Linked DNA regions of Mus musculus: region 2 is linked to region 1. A link is a contact called in public HiChIP or PLAC-seq data. All regions are on one chromosome and are shown on one strand. Each heading gives the region's core, a stretch centred on a gene start, on an enhancer-like site or on the middle of the called end of the contact. The rest is flanking DNA. Distances are from core to core; before and after follow the strand shown. Region 1 holds the start of Insyn2b (inhibitory synaptic factor family member 2B). Region 2 overlaps Dock2 (dedicator of cyto-kinesis 2).

Evidence for each region. HiChIP or PLAC-seq counts read pairs in DNA pulled down with a chosen protein or histone mark.
Region 2: an H3K27ac HiChIP or PLAC-seq map of embryonic stem cells shows a contact between it and region 1, with 4 times the contacts expected there. The contact joins the enhancer-like site here to the promoter of Insyn2b in region 1. A contact is called at or near these places in 7 of 39 promoter capture datasets (the C10 cell line, cranial neural crest, embryonic stem cells and 4 more), 1 of 484 Hi-C or Micro-C datasets (embryonic stem cells), 1 of 115 datasets of contacts at active chromatin or transcription factors (embryonic stem cells) and 1 of 9 other capture datasets (liver).

The regions. Positions count from the first base shown.
Region 1 is chr11:34,313,515-34,316,105 of GRCm38.p6, forward strand. Insyn2b (inhibitory synaptic factor family member 2B) reads left to right here and starts at 1,308. Exons shown (of 4, transcript NM_001025382.2): 1 at 1,308-1,431. The region is part of intron 27 of Dock2 (dedicator of cyto-kinesis 2); the gene reads right to left.
Region 2 is chr11:34,737,811-34,740,401 of GRCm38.p6, forward strand. All of the region lies in intron 2 of Dock2 (dedicator of cyto-kinesis 2), which reads right to left. Among named protein-coding and RNA genes, the nearest start is that of Gm51858, 44 kb to the left of the region's middle. Within about 2 kb of position 1,316, at least 48 of the 459 cell types and tissues checked have an H3K27ac peak or open chromatin away from gene starts, as enhancers often do. A contact at or near this core is called in embryonic stem cells, where this site is marked.

The sequences.
Region 1 (2,591 bases), core at 58-2,557:
AAGATCCTAGAGGGATGACCATCTTGGCCAGAGGAGGTCTCACTGTGAACCAGGCCAGGCCAGATTTTTTTTGAAGGTTGCCTGGTTACTGGTGGGATACAAGGAGTGTCCAGGGACTCCCACTGCTGAAGATAGGCTTGGAAATTTCATTTGAAATTTTATTTGAAATTTTATTTGAAAAATAAAGGTGTGTGATACCTGAGTGTGTGTCTCTGTGTCTGTCTATCTGTCTCTGTTCTTGTCTCTCTGTCTCTGTCTCTGTCTCTGTCTCTCTCTGTGTGTGTGTGTGTGTGTGTGTGTGTGTGTGTGTGTGTGTGTGTATCTGACAGTCTGTGGCCTTTGTTTAAAAAAGTCTCCTGTTGTTAAAAATATTGAATATGCATGCATGTAACCTGTATATCAGCCAGCCTGTAGGTCTGCTCGAGTGATGGACAGTGCTTATGGCCCCTAGGAAGTACCCTCTGCATTCTTTGGTAGGTCTCTTAGGTTGCTTAATGTGTTCCATGCACTCATTTGCCAAAGTAGCTAACATAGGTACAGGCTCTCGTTTGCTTCCTGGTGTTTTTCAATTAGGACGTTAGGGGTGTCATGCCTTCTCAGTCAGCAGGGCCAGCTATAGAACGGAATGAGGCAAAGATGTAGGGTCCTCACTTAAAAGTATTATGGATCATTTTGGAACAGCTGAGTGGCCTTTTAAAAGAAGGAACTCGATGACTAAGCAGGTCACCTGCACAGAAGCTGGTGACCGCTAAACCCACCCCATGTTTAGAAAACATGGATATCTGGCCCAAAGCACCAAGCTTAGACTTTCAGGGGGCTCTAGCCACTTTGAGTGTAGGAATCCAAAGCCTTGGGGATCCCACCTGCTTGTTATTTCCTGGCGAGACCTCCAGGGTGGGTAGTAGTGAGTTTGTGAAATTACTCAACTCTTTCAAACCAGGCTGAAGCAGCTGCATCCTGGCTAACTTAACAAGGTCGCACTGAAATTAAGAGATGGATTTCATACCTCTGGGTAGCCTAAATGTAGGGAAGGGAGATTCTAGAGTTTGAAGAGCTAGAGGTAGGTGTGTGTGGTGTGTGTGTGTGTGTGTGTGTGTGTGTGTGTGTGTGTGTGTGTGTGTGTGTGTTTACCTGGGCTTCCTCAGTTCCTGCTCCCTCCGTCTCCTCTCTTCTCTCCCTTCCTTAAAGAATTCATCCTGTGGCCACTAGAGGGCTTTTCTTTTCACATGGTAGCTGCTGTGCAGTTTGTTCGGCTTTTTATTTATTCCTACGTGAGCAGACCCACTACACTTCTTGCATATAAACAGTGAAAATTACAATATAAAGGGCTTATTTTTTCCTTCGTTTGGAGTTATCTTGCTTCTGGTCAAAGGCTGGCTCGTTGTACAAGGAAGGGGCGGCATCTTCTGCAGGTAATTCCACTGCTTGGAGGTAAGAGATATGGGAAGGTTTGATTTTTTTTTGTTTTTTTTCTTTTTTCTTTTTTTTTTTAAATCGATGATCTTGTAGGAAAAAAATGCTGTTGTCTCTTGGACAGCAGTCTACTTTAAATCTTTGGTTTAAATGAGTGCTGAGACTGTGAGCTTGTGTGGGTGTGTGTGGTGAAAATCCACCATTGTCAGAACTGCAGGCTGCCCCAAACGCCTCGATCCGCAAGGCTTGTTATTCCCAGTGGCTTGATTTGAATTGGAAGAGGAGGAAATGCAAAGAGCGAACCTCAGAGGAGCTCAAGTTGCTGGAATTACCTCGAACGGGCTGCATTCTCTTAGGGTTTGTTTAAGGAAACTTCTCTGCCTTTTTTTTCTTTCTATCTTTAAATAATGAAAAAAGAGAGAGGGGTTTTCCATTCTTCATTGGAGAGTTTGACCATTTTATGAAATAAACCATTATTGTTTTATTAGGAATCAGTCAGTGTGTTAGAGTTCACAGATCAATCAAAGTCACTTTACCAGCTTGTTAATTTCTTTGTCCAGATCAGCATGTAGAAAAGCCCGGTTGGGTGCCTTTCACTAGGATTTGCATGCACTGTCATGGAAGTTTAGACAAGTCACTTGCATTTGCCTGTTAATCAAAAATTGACTGCTTTATCTTGAACCGGAAGCATCCTGATTTTTCTACCACAGCCTAGCTCACTTTGGTATCGATCCTTAGGTGATCACACAGATGTGACTAACAGACTCCCTGAAGTAGAACGAGCCACAGGCAGTAGGTTCATTAAAGGCTCTGTCATTTGAATTGAATAGCCATTCACGATTTCTCATGCAATGAAGGAGTAATGGAATCACTTAGTGCTTCTCTGACGGCTAGCCCCTTTCAAGATTGTCTTCAAAATGGCAAGTGTGTCTTGGCCCTCTCCCATTTTCACAAGTTTGAGACCAGACTTTCATACCTGCCGTATCTAAAATGCTTAGAGAAATTGGGGAAGGATGGTTGGGGTGACAATCAGACTATTTGCCCTGGCAGCCAACATAGCCCTAAGGTCGACTGCTGCTCCAACTTTATATCATTAAAAGTTCAAACTCCCATCCCCTCCAATGACCTAGAAAAGCCTTAATGTTGCATGGGGTTCTCGGGGAGTTGGGGGATTCCCT
Region 2 (2,591 bases), core at 66-2,565, 420 kb after region 1:
CAAGCAGAACACTACTCAGCTGAGCGTGGTGGTGCATGCCTTTAATAAGCACATAGCAGAAAAAAAATACTCTATGATCTCATCTGCGTGTGACATCTAATAACAATAAAGAACCAGAGGGTCAGGGAGTTTGCTCTGAGATGGTGTCTCCTAGTAACATCAGAAGTTAACTCCATAACACCATCATGACAGCCCGAATGTGAGCCGAACAAGGATGAAACCAATGGACACACCTAAGTAGACAAGAACAAGCCACAGAGGCCACCATCTAACACAAAGACATGCAGGCAACTGAGGAATGCTGGGAGTAGGAGGGCTGGTCTTCCCAGAGAAGAGCACACCAACTGGGCAGTGCCAAAGGACCGGTCCAGGAAACATACACACAAAAAATACAATATGAACAGGTTATATTCAGGAATATATTCAGGAAATTCGAGACATAGGTCAGAAGATACAAAGCAGTAGATATGCAAACTGAAGAAGTCAAGAAGGACACGCGCAGCAGACAGACTCCAGTTAAGAAAACAATAACAAGGGGCTGGAGAGGTGGCTCAGTGGTTAAGAACACTGACTGCTCTTCCAGAAGTCCTGAGTTCAATTCCCAGCAACCACATGGTACCTCACAACCATCTGCAATGGTATTGATGCCCTCTTCTGGTGTGTCTGAAGAGAGAGATGTTTTACCCACATATATAAAAGAAATAAAATCTAAAAGGAGCAGGAGAAGGAAGAAAAAAGGAAGGGAGGGAGGGAGGGAGGGACGAAGGATACCATTATGTTGTATACCTCCACTATAGATAATAAAATGTATGTATTTAAAAATGAGTGTGTAGTCAAAACTTGGCTTAGAATGAAGATCTGAGTCCTCCTATCTGAGTGATCGTTGACAAGTGACATGTTGAATAGGAATAATCACAGCTGCCTTGTCAAATTTAAATTGTGTGAAGTGTTCAGAGGGATCTATTTCCCTGTGCCTGCCATACGGAAAATATTCAAAAGGTTAGTGGGTACCATGTCCTTTTTTGGACAATAGTTAAATTAATATCATAATCCAACAAGTTAGAAATGTTTTCTATTTTGTTTCCAGAACCTACAGACTTAGAATCTCATTCTTTTTATTGATGTCCTTTCAACATATTTCCATAACAACAGAATAAATGAGACAGAACTCAAGCTCACTGACATCTCAGCCCCACCCTCATTCAAAAAAACAGGAAAAGTGGGTTTCAACTTTCAGAGAGTGGAGCAGCATCCTCCAAACAATAGAATCCCTTTCACACCCAGCAGCTTCTCGCACACAGCTGAACAAAGGAGGCCTCCTGGCAGAGTGGTTCTTCAAATGATCCCCTGTGAAGAGCTCACAATGTCCCCATTGTTTGGGTCACAATCACCCTTGACAGGGTTGCTAGTACAGAAGGTGCTGTAGATTCTGGTGTGCCCCACTCTACCCATGGTAGATTCAATCCTTCACCACCTACCCAGAGCTCTTTGTGGCCCACACAGTCCTGCAGGCAAGGGCATCTGACAGCTCTGAAGAGCTGCAGATGTTGGCGGGCAAGAAGGCTGGCTCTCAGAACCCTGTCATGAGATACTCTCTGTAGAAAACAGTGAAGTATTACATTGCTTTATAACAACTCAAATCTCCCAGTAGCCTCTTTCCTTGCCCCTCCCCACGGTCATATTTTACTGGAAACAAGTCCAAAAATTTTCTGGAGTCTCTGTCTAGAGCCCCCCCCCCCCTTACTACTATAATAGACCCCACAGCCCTGACATACACAAGTATCCGTAAACAGACTTTTTTGTCATTCCAAGCCGGGCAGGGAATGAGTAAGTATAGTGTCCACATACAACTCCGAGAACACCTTACGAAGAAGATTCTAAAGACCAGCTACCTCAGAAGAACACCCTCCACTGTGGTCTAGGGGACAGCAAGGCATTGTGGTGAAGAACCAACCTGCCTCCTCCTTAAGCAAAAAAACCATTTTATAATATAGACAGACCAGGTTCATTCCTGTTTATGGTTAAACTTCTGCTTCTCAAAGATTGGGCTATACCCCACAGGTAACTATAAATGATTCTATACTGCCTGTTCCAAGAAACAACAACCATGTCTGTTGCTTATAACCATCTTACAACCCTATCTTTGTTTCAAAAGGTTATATGATTGCTTGTTGCTATGACTACCTTGTTTTGCCCATCTTGCAACTACCTCTTTGTGTCATAACTAACTTGTTATGCTTATGTTCTGCTTCTGCAACCCTGCCTATTTTGCCCACCAAATGCCCATTACATACTCCTGAACTATAAAACCCTTGTCTTCCTCACATCCAACGCTGACCTCTCGAGCCTCACCATTGCGGGAGGCAGCCCATGTACATGAATTTTAAAAGGCTTGCTTTAATTAATTTGACCATGATGATTTGGGTCAGTGTCTTTTTTCCTCACATTTTTGGAATTAACAGTGGCCCAGGTCTTCAATCCCAGTACTTAGAAGGGGCAGGCAGATCTCTGTGATCTATGAGTTCAGGGCCACCTTGGTCTATAAAACCAGTTCCAAGCCAGCTAGAAGTATATAGTGAGACTGCCTCAAA